Linked DNA regions of Sus scrofa: regions 1 and 3 are each linked to region 2. A link is a contact called in public Hi-C and promoter capture Hi-C data. All regions are on one chromosome and are shown on one strand. Each heading gives the region's core, a stretch centred on a gene start, on an enhancer-like site or on the middle of the called end of the contact. The rest is flanking DNA. Distances are from core to core; before and after follow the strand shown. Region 1 holds the start of ZNF614 (zinc finger protein 614). Region 2 holds the start of LOC100624495 (zinc finger protein 677). Region 3 holds the start of ZNF432 (zinc finger protein 432).

Region 1 (3,715 bases), core at 957-3,456, 1.3 Mb before region 2:
AAATGGCCAAACTTTTCCAGTGACTGTACTAATTTACATTCCCATCAGCAGTGTATGAATGCACCAGCTGCTCCCTGTCTTTTTTAGCACTTGGCACTATCATATATATATATATATATATATATATATATATGGCACTATTATATATATTTTACAGCTGCATCTGCAGCTTATAGAAGTTCCTGGTATAGGGGTCAATCAGAGCTGCAGTCGGAAGCCGACATCACAGCCACGGCAACACCAGATCCACACCGTATCTGCAACCTGTAGCAAAGCCAGATCCTTAACCCACTGAGTGAGGCCAGGGATCAAACCCGCATCCTCACGGGGACAACATCAGGTCCTTAACCCACTGAGCCACAACAGGAACCACAACAGGAACCCGTGGCACTGTCATATTGGATTCCAGCCATCCTATCAGGTGTGTGGTAGTATGTAAGGATGGCCTTAACTGACATTTCCCTAACAGCAAATGATACTCAGCACTTCTACATACATTGAGAAGCATATCATGTTACTTCCAGCCATCAGGCATAATTATAAAAACTCAAAAGGAGACTAGGCTATTATATTTGATATATTTACCCTCCCCATGCCTTTTTCTTCATCCCTGATGTCACATATGTTTCTGTTTTTGCCTTTTTAGAACTTTTATCAGATCTCTTTGAGTAGTTCTGCTGGCAACAAATTCTAGGTTTTATTATCAGTGGAGTTCTTCCTTTCGTCTCTATCCAGAATTATTTCCTTTGACATCCTTTGACATAATAAAGATATTTAAGAGTTCCCTGGTGGCCGGATAGGTAAGGATCTGGCATCATCACTGCTGTGGCTTGGGTCACTGCTGTAGAATGGGTTGATCCCTGGCCTAGGCATATCTGCATGCCAGGGGCACAGCCAAAAAAAGGGAGCATATTTTAATATTTAATCCAGTTTAAAGTGGTGAGTTCTGCTTTTAGCAAAAAAAAAAAAAAAAAAAAAAAAAAAAATCCCATATAGTGTTGTGGCACTATTCAATCCCCAGCTCTGTGCTGAGTAATTCATTCCTTTAAAAAATGTTTTTATTTTATTTTTTATTTTTGTCTTTTGTCTTTTTAGGGTCTCACCCTCGGCATATGGCGGTTCACAGGCTAGGGGTCTAATAAGAGTTGTAGCCACCAGCCTACACCACAGCCACAGCAATGCCAGATCCTTAACCCATTGAACAAGGCCAGGGATCAAACCTCATGGTTCCTAGTTGGATTTGTTTCCGCTGCACCACAATGGGAACTCCTAAAAATGTTTTGGATCCAGCTGGATGCAGCTCGGATCCAGTGTTGCTGTGTTTGTGGGTTAGCCCTCATATGCATCTCGGATTCGACCCCTAGCCTGGGAACTTCCATATGCCGATGTTCAGCTCTTAAAAAAAAAAAAAATAAAATGTTTTTTGAGCATTATTTTGCCAGGCTCTGCTTTTGTCTCTGGAGAGACTTCAGTGAACAAACAAGCAAAGTCATGGGCTTCATGGAACGTAAAGTCTCGTGAAGCCTCCTGAGTAAAACAGGAGAATGTCAGTTCTGAAAAATGCTATGGAGAAATTTTAAGCCTAGTATATGGGCTGTAATGGAGGAGCTTCATTTATTTTTGGAAGGAAACCCAGACATACACTTGCACCTTCACTTCATCACCCTGCCCACTAGAGGTTGCTCTGTATCCACTCCCATGTGGGTATTAGCATTTTTATCCAACTCTGCCTGGGCTTCGCCTTTTCTTTTTTCTTCTTCTTCTTTTTTTTTTTTTTTTTTTTTTTTTTTTGCTACACCCATGTGGCCTGCGGAAGTTCCCAGGCCAGGGATCGAACCTGCGCCACAGCAGCGACCTGAGCCACAGCAGTGATACCAGATCCTTAACCTGCTGAGCCACAACAGGAACTCAGCCTTCACCTCTTCAGTGGCTGTCTTGCTTCCTTCCCAAAGACCTTACCCACTCCACACACAACTGCTCTCTCCCCAAACCTAAGATTTTTAGTGACCACTGCTTTTATCAACTCTGCGGCCGCTGCCTTTCCAGTGATGTCTCGGCTTCTACCTTTTAAAATCTTTCCAGGTCTCCTAGGATCTGAGCCCTTTTCTGCCGTACAGACATGAGTCTTGTTCCAAGATGGCCGCGCCCATGGTACTCCATAGCGCTTCCGATCTGAAGTACACAAAGGGCGTCGCCATCTTTCTTGGTTCCCCAGCAGGCTGAACGAGCCATGTTGGCCTTGGAGAGGCATCTGCCTCCGAAATCTTACATTTAGTACATCACTGCTGACTGTCCCTCGCAACCAGGAGGTGAAAGCTTTGAGGCGGTCAGGAACGATTTCTCCCCACAGCCGTGATGGCCCCGCCCATCCAAACGTCAATGTGGGCGGGGCCGTGTTACGTCACAGAGCGGAGCCCGCAGTTGGAACTCGGAAACCCCGGCAACGCGCCAAGGTTCTCGTGGGATTCCCCGGTCCCAGGTGGTCAGCGTCTCTAGGGACCGCAAAGGAGGGCGTCCGGACAGAAAGTGGTTTTCTGGTCGTGGGCTCAGCCTTTCGTCGCTCCCAGTGGTACCTGAAGAGGTTGAGATTAGGTGAGTTGGATTCTGGGCTTGGATTCGTGGTCTGTGGGGTTCTATGAAGCTGAGCGTGTGTAAAAGACCGTAGTTTGGATTTTATTTAGATTCAGCCCCTGAGCGTTTGTGATGGAGCCTTTAGTAATCAGTGATTAAGAGTCTGAAGAAATCGTCGGCCGAGAGTCCGATTGGCACTATTTGAGGTCTACTTGGATCACTCTGCTTAAGAGACTCAGTGGTTGAAAAAGCGGTGGAAAGTTTGAACGCGGTGTCTGGTCTGGGTTCCAGATGTAACGTGGGACTCTGTTGAAGTCCGGGTTAGCGGGATGTCCTTGTTGGTTTCTTGGGCATGTCTGGAGTTTAATGTGGCATTTAATATAGGACTCAGTCAAGAGACTTGTGCCTGGCGCGCTCACTATTTGGGGAGGTTCAGGGCCCCCTGGAGAATCTGTAGGCTGGCTTAGGATCAGACTTTGAATGCGGGGAAACAGGCTTGAGGGCTGCATTTCTCCAGTTCATTCAAATACAATTCTCTCCTTCAAGTCTGCCCTCAAGGACTTGACTAAAAATTTTTTTTCTCTCTCACACTGCCGCGTTCAGCGCTGCAGGGCAACGGGGAAATCCTGGACTGTGGGGTCTAACAAAACACACGAGACTCTTTTACAGAAAGAAAGTGGGGGACCAGGAGGCCCTCCGTTCCACAGAACAGAGGCGCCTAGGCTTTAGTCCTCATGACTTGTATTAGGGAAGGTGACGTAGGTTCCTGAGCAAAATCAGGTGCAGGCAATGACAAAGCCATCTCTGAGTGAATAACAGAGGAAACGACTAGCAGCTAGTGACAGGTGCATCCCTCCAGGGCATCGTGCAGCTGCTCCTGGTTCATGTATGACTCCCTTATCTTGCGTTTGAAGGAGACCCTGTACCTGAGAACTCTGCGTCAGCAGTCCTTAGCTTGCTGTGCTTTTGCATGTGCGCCAAGTTTGCCTTCTGCAGAGTTCAGCAGTTCCGTGGTCTCCAACAAACAGCTCTGTAAGAAACTGCTGAACTGTCTTCCAAAGTGGCTGTACCGTTTTGCCATCGGCAATATGTTAGAGGGCCTATTGCTTCATATCCTCTGCAGCATTCGGTGTTTCCGTTTTTG
Region 2 (3,318 bases), core at 123-2,622:
CTGAGAAATATATCTGAACATTGAGAAACAAAATAAAAGGGCTAAAATATAAAAACAGTATTTTTATTAATATTCTTCCTAGTGACCTTTGGATAAATGTAAAGTGAATTAAAAAGGCTATTCAGAAATTACTGACAAATTATAACAACATAACAGGTTCTCTCAAAGGTATCTGATTTTATTCACCTCAGGTGTGGAATAGAACAGCAAGTACTAAAATGAGCAACACAGTTTATATCGATTTTTGCTTTTTAATTTTTTTAAAATAGTGGCTGGTGACCTAAATCATTACATGCCTCATTCCTTTACCTCCCACTATCCAGGCTTGTCCCTATAAAAGTTTCTGGAACTGACCACGGATTGAGCACAGGATGAGTGGGAAATGGAAGTGGATATGATGTTTTGATAGATGCCCATGCGGTGGGCCCATTTCCCACCGGTAGCGTTTTGCATTTAACATTCCAGTTTGCATTTTGGGCACAGACAGTTGCACTCCTTCCTTAATTATATTGCTTAAATTAAATTCTAGTTGAGGAGCTATCACTGGATCCACCCATCGCCCTACATTGACTCCAGATGCAGGTTAGTGTTCCCTGACCTCAGAGTTACCCTTGTCACTCAAGCAGGATAGGCATCTTCTCTCCTTTGCAAAAGTGATTTGATGAAACCTATTCTCAGGAGTACCTGTTGTGCCTCAGCCGGTTAAAAACCTGATATGGTGTCCTCAAGTGTGTGAGGTGGATCACAGAGTAGGTGAAGAATCCTGCGTTGCCACAAGCTGCGGTGTTAAGTCTAAGATGCCGCTTGGATTCCATGTTGCAGCTGAAAACAAAAACAAAAACGTTTTCCACCTGTTTTCAGCAAGTGGCCCACACAACTCTAAGTTTACACCTTAAATTGCAAGGTCAGTTTAAAATAGGCAAAGAGGGTGTTACCTGTGGTGCAGCGGAAACTAATCCCACTAGTATCTATGAGGATGCTGTTTGATCCCTGGCCTCGCTCAGTGGGCCGGGGATCCCGGCTTGCTGTGAGCTGTGGTAGCTGTGGTGTAAGCGAGCTGTGGTGTAGGTCATTGTCGCAGCTCCAATCCCGAGTTGCTGGGACTGTGGCGTAGGCCAGCAGCTGCAGATCCTGTTCGACCCCTAGCCCGGGAATTTGCATATGCTGGTAGTGCAGTCCTTAAAAAAAAAAAAAAAAAGCAAAGATCAGCCGAGCTCCTGAGATAAATTCAAATTGATCCAAACTCAGAAGAAGCTCCGCCCCCGCGAAGCGCTGAGGGGAGCCCAGGCCCCGCCCCCCCCACTGCCCGCGCCCAGGCCTGGCCCCTATCCAGGCCCATTTCCGGTGGATCTCTGCTTGGGCCCCGCCTCCGGGGTTCCCGGGAAGCAGTGCGCACGCGCAGCCTCGCAGACCGGAAGAGGCTTCTGCGGGTGTAAGGTCGTGTGGCGGGCTTTGGTTTCGGCCTTTTAAGTTTAAACCTGGGTTTCACAGTCCACAGTCTTACACACCTGGGGTCTTGGGGTTGCTACGGACGTTAAAATTCCGGCACCCACGCCTCCTACCTTCGGTAAGTTCAGGAGTGCCGGTGAGATGCCCAAGCCTGACCGCTTTGCTCTTGGGTCGGGGGTTGGCCTTCGTTTTCGGTTAAAATCTAAGGCCTTCGGGCCATTAGACCCGCTTGCCGCTTTTTCCTGTAAAACCCTTCACCGACCACCTCTCCCAATCCTCGCTGCCTTTTAAAGTCCTGGGAGATAGACTTCTTTCTGTTGGGGGGGGGGTGGCGGGGCGGTGGTGGTGGCTGAAGCATGTGGAAGTTCCAGGGATCGAAACTGCGTCACAAAGGAGCTCCCTGGACTTTTTTTTTTTTTTTTTTTTTTTTTTTGTCTTTTTGCTATTTCTTGGGCCGCTCCTGCGGCATATGGAGGTTCCCAGGCTAGGGGTCCAATCGGAGCTGTAGCCACCGGCCTACACCAGAGCCACAGCAACTCGGGATCCGAGCCGCGTCTGCAACCTACGCCACAGCTCACGGCAACGCCGGATCGTTAACCCACTGAGCAAGGCCAGGGACCGAACCCGCAACCTCATGGTTCCTAGTCGGATTCGTTAACCACTGCGCCAGGACGGGAACTCCTCCCTGGACTTTTGAGAGAGTTTCTAAAGCTTTACGCTTCTGCCCCAATGCTCGCCTCTTGGCCCCTATAGAGGCCCGCATTCTCTCCCTGGCCCTCGTATTCTGCAGGACCCCCCCCCCCGCCCCCCGCCCCCCGCCCCCCCCCCCCAAGAGATCCAGTGTCCTGGAAGAGCACACTTTTCAGTACGGTAGGATTTAGGATTGCAGAACTCGAGGGGTCCCAAGACCACGTCGTCACCTCCTCTTGGGATCAGGGGCTTTGTGTGATGATGATTGCAAAGGTGGAAGCCGGGAATGCGGTAGGAGGCGGGGGTGAGGAGGATCAGGAGAAAGAGACAGAGGATGAATGAGGACAAATAGACAAGTGAAAAGGAGAAAAAAATCATTGAGGTGGCCCCCAAAGAGAAGGCAAAATAGAAGATGCCTGAAAGACTTGCAAGGAGACAAAGCGAGAGTAGTAATGAGGTAAGAAAACAGAGATGCGTAGAGGAGGAGGAGGAGGAGCTCCACAAAGACGAAGGGGAGCAAATTAGGGAAAGGGGCCCTTGGTGAGCAGAAGTGGGGACCACACGGGTCAAGGCACCTCAGACAAAATGGTTAGGATAAAAAGGCTAGGGGAGCTGAGTGCAGGGACTGAACGATGGCAGAGTGAGAGCGCCAAGCCAGTTGGGGGGGCCAGTGAGTCTGGGCAGAGGGGATGTAAGAGGAAAGACGGTGTAGTGAAGAGCAGAGGGAACACAGAAATGGGGGCAGGAAAAGGCAAATATGTATGGAGATTGGGACCAGAGTGGGGAGAAGGAGAGGCAGAAATTGAAATAGGTTTCAGGACTTGTGCAAAACAGGTGTAAGGAAAGGAACAGGAAAAAGGGAGAAGGAGTAGGCGGGGTGAGAGAGGAAACAGAAAAGGAAAAACACTGGAGAGAAGCAAGGAAAGGGAGACATTGAAATATGTACTAGAGTGAAAGAAGGAGAACCTGATTCTGGATGAGTGGTGAGTTGATGGGAAATGGCTGATTAGGTTGTGATACATTGACTTGTGGCTTTATTATCAATTTAATGCAAAATTCGCTTATTTGCTTCAGTTTTAGAGATGAGAATGGCAGTTGCAAAACTCCTGTTTATAAGGCTTGTGTATTTTACAGTTATTTGCTAACCAGGGTAGCTTCCATTTGCAACCCTTTTTCAGC
Region 3 (3,592 bases), core at 750-3,249, 1.3 Mb before region 2:
CTCACAGCAACGCTGGATCCTTAACCCACTGAGCAAGGCCAGGGATTGAACCCGAAACCTCATGGTTCCTAGTCAGACTCGTTAACACTGAGCCACGACAAGAACTCCTTTTTTTGGTTTGTTTTGTTTAATGGGAAAATTAATAGGTGTTCCTGTTTTGGCGCAGTGGAAGTGAATCCGACTAGGAACCATGAGGTTGCGGGTTCGATCCCTGGACTCATTCAGTGGGTTAAGGATCTGGTGTTGCCGTGAGCCGTGGTGTGGGTCGCAGATGTGGCTCGGATCCCATGTTGCTGTGGCTGTGCTGCAGGCCGGCAGCTGTAGCTCTGATTTGACCCCTAGCCTGGGAACCTCCATATGCTGTTGGTGTGGCCCTAAAAAGCAGAAGGGGGAAAAAAAAAAGGATCACCTTGCCTGTTCTAAGATGAGATCATACAGGTCAAGGATACAAACAGAGGCAATTCTCGTATCTCAAGTTTGAGATTGGGTCAGCATAATAATGAGAAATCATAGTGAGAAAATGGAACTGACTTCCTGCTTTCACCTTTCGGTTACATGACTTTATCAGGTGCTTTCTGAGAACTGTAATGGCCGATGGGGGTTGAAGATACTTGAAGCAAGTAGGAGAACCTGACGTCTGATCCTGAGCCCATGTTCTCAAGATCCCCGTTTCCCCTGCGTGAGTGAGTGTTCTCACACAGGGCTGGGGTAAGGAGAGGAAGAGAATATGAGGGGGAGCAGGGCTAGAAATGGTTAGTAGGCTTGTAAATGTCTGGCAAAGACTTCTTGATGATGTGAAGACGACGCATGGGGACTGTGAGAAAACTAGCTCTCTGAGGTCATTTTTTGCACAGGACTGTTCGTATTAGTGCCATCTGCAGTATTCAAAAAACTGGAAACCACTCAAAGGTCCACCAGCTGGTGAATGATTCATCTCATTTTGGAGTATCCAACACTGGGATACTAAGCAACAAAAAAGTCTGAACCACTGTCGCTTTAAAGCTGATGCTTTTTAAAAACATTCCTGCTATGTGAAAGAAGCCAGCACATATTGCTCATTTTATTTTTATTTATTTTCATTTCCCTGTCCCCCGGGGATTTGGAGTCCGAGAGCCAGGGATCAGATCCCAGCCACTGTTGCATCTTAAGCTGCAGTTGTGGACAAACCTGTGTCCCCGCACTCCCAAGAGGTGGCCAGTCCCCATGCGGCACAGCAGGAGCTGCACATACTACTAATTTTATGGAAAGAACGCAGACTGATCTATAATGGCACAAGGCAGTTCAGTGCTAGAAGGTAGCATGTTTTGCATTTGGGCAGGGTGAGGACCAAGGTTGAGTAAAGGCTCACAACGTCCACTGTTTCTGCTCACTTTGTGATCGCTGCATCCCCCGTACTATCACTTTTTCAAACCTCGGGTCTTCCCCTCACACTTTCGCCCGCCAGTTCGCAGCAAGCATTTGCTCTGCGGTACGGACAATTTCCTCCAAGATGGCCGCGCCCATGATGCTCCAGTTTAACGGCGCAAACCGTAAAGGACACACTGCGCCACCGTCTTTTTTTTTTTTTTTTTTTTTGTCGCGTATACGATAGTTTTTATAGAGCCTTCTTTTTCGAAATTAACCAGTGATGGAGATGTCCAGAGGTAGTTTTAATTTTTGACCGAGCAGAGACGTCCCAGCCGTCTGAGGATGTACGCCGCGCCCTTTTGGTCGTGGTGGGCTTCGGTCTTAGAAAAATTTGCGCCCTTCACAGTCCCCTTACAGCTAGCAACACCTGTCCATTCAAACGACTCTACCCCCACGTCATGTTTGTATTGTGTGAACTCGAGCCTCTGATAATCTCCCCGTTTTCCGTGAAGGGCTGAAGTGCCGGGAAACTGGAGAGTTCCAGCCACGGCCCCTGACAGTCTGGCTCGGCTTTCTGTACGTCAGGTGTGCAAAGATGGCGGCCCCCTCAGGGCTCCTAAGCAACGGCGGCGGCGCGCGTATATTACCTCATAAAGAAAAGCCGGAAACTCCCAATCCGTTCACCATAGAAACGCGATAGAAACGCTGTTGACCCGTGTCCGTTGGTCTCGGGAGAGGGGGCTGGGCGAGAGGACCAGAAGTGAAAGAAGTTTAGCGAAGTAAGTTAGGCCCGGAAGAGGTCGCTGCAGGTTCAGGAGAGAACCAGGTCGGTGTGAGGGTCGGTCTGTAGAATAGGCGGGGACGGGGACGGTCTGTTGGCCTTTCGGTGGGTTGTGGCTCTTCTGAGTCCGTGAAGGTAGCTTGGGGATGGTGGTTTTTTGGCTTTGGTTTTTTGGGGTTTTTCGTTTTTTTGGAAAGGAACAGGGAAGAGTCTGTGCTGGATGTTGTGATCGGGGCGTCTTTGGGGTCCATCAAAGGGGACTCTGGTGGTTAACGATTAAACGTCTGAACAGATGAAGCTGTCCTGAGGTCAGCGTTCAGGGTCTTCACGGGCCACTCTCCCTGCAGGTGACTGACACCTGGTTGGAGGGGCGGGGGGCGCTTGTCGAATGATTGCGGCTTCTTGTTCAGGGTCTCGAAGAATTTGGAGCCCGAAGGTCGAAGAACCGTTAAGGAGGTCCGCGTGCGCGTGTATCAGGTCTGGTTTGGTCTTAATCCGGTGGGGCGGTTATCACCGTCTTTTGTGCCGAGAGGTGGGACAGCAGAAGGTCTGGAGGCTGGGGAGTCCTGGTAGGTGCGTACGTTGAGCTCAGACTTTGGCAGCTGGGACAGACTTGAAGGTTAGTTAACATTTCTTAAAAGCTTCAGGTCCAAGTCTCTTTCTTCACCAGCACCCATTTTTCTCCTCCCTTTTGGCTCCCTCTATCACCCATTCTTTTGAATCCAAAGAAATGAAGAAAGTTTGGGGGAAGATGAACGATTTTGCATATTTAAATATAGTAAGCTTTTAAATTAGATTTCTATTGTAAATTGACTGATTTCATTTCAGCTTCTATATGCGAATATATAAAGGCTGCTGTTTTCCCAGTGCGTGTGTGTGTGTGTGGTGTGTGTGTGTGTGTACACACATATTTGTCTTTTTAGGGCCGCAACCTTGGCATATGGAGGTTCCCAGGCTAGGGGTCAAATTGGAGCTGTAGCTGCCCACCTACACCACAGCTCACAGCAATGCCAGGTCCTTAACCCACTAAGCAAGGCCAGAGATCAAACCTGCAACCTCATGGTTCCTAGTCAGATTTGTTTCCACTGTGCTACAATGAGAACTCCTCTTTGTGTGTGTGTGTGTGTGTGTGTGTGAGTGATCGTGGTTCTCATATTGAAGTGTGCATATAAACAGGGTGTACGAGCATTTTTTTAAAGGAGGTATGAGAGCAACAAAGTTTAAAGGAAAAATTTATACTTCCTCATTGCCCTTATGACCTCATTTCTATAATTTTTCTGAAAATTACCTGCCACTGAAATATGGTGCTATGTTGATTCTCCTTTGCCACTTTCCCTTTCGAATTCATGCCACTTCCACATATTCAGGGACTAAGTTTTATTGGCCTGAGCTGTGAAGTCTCCTAGGGAACCAAACGAGGGACGGAAATACTGGGGACCACGTGTTAAGGTAAGTGGGCAGCAA

Evidence for each region. Promoter capture Hi-C pulls out the DNA fragments that hold promoters and counts their contacts. Hi-C and Micro-C count contacts between places; a contact is called where the count stands out from the background.
Region 1: a Hi-C map of liver shows a contact between it and region 2, with 5 times the contacts expected there. The contact joins the promoter of ZNF614 here to the promoter of LOC100624495 in region 2. A contact is called at or near these places in 1 of 5 promoter capture datasets (liver) and 2 of 47 Hi-C or Micro-C datasets (embryonic fibroblasts and liver).
Region 3: a promoter capture Hi-C map of fetal skeletal muscle shows a contact between it and region 2, with 7 times the contacts expected there. The contact joins the promoter of ZNF432 here to the promoter of LOC100624495 in region 2. A contact is called at or near these places in 1 of 5 promoter capture datasets (fetal skeletal muscle), 1 of 47 Hi-C or Micro-C datasets (embryonic fibroblasts) and 1 of 2 datasets of contacts at active chromatin or transcription factors (alveolar macrophages).

What each region holds. Positions count from the first base shown.
Region 1 is chr6:58,133,434-58,137,148 of Sscrofa11.1, reverse strand. ZNF614 (zinc finger protein 614) reads left to right here and starts at 2,206. Exons shown (of 3, transcript XM_021097260.1): 1 at 2,206-2,592.
Region 2 is chr6:56,870,924-56,874,241 of Sscrofa11.1, reverse strand. LOC100624495 (zinc finger protein 677) reads left to right here and starts at 1,372. Exons shown (of 5, transcript XM_013991866.2): 1 at 1,372-1,567.
Region 3 is chr6:58,151,098-58,154,689 of Sscrofa11.1, reverse strand. ZNF432 (zinc finger protein 432) reads left to right here and starts at 1,999. Exons shown (of 5, transcript XM_021094922.1): 1 at 1,999-2,126.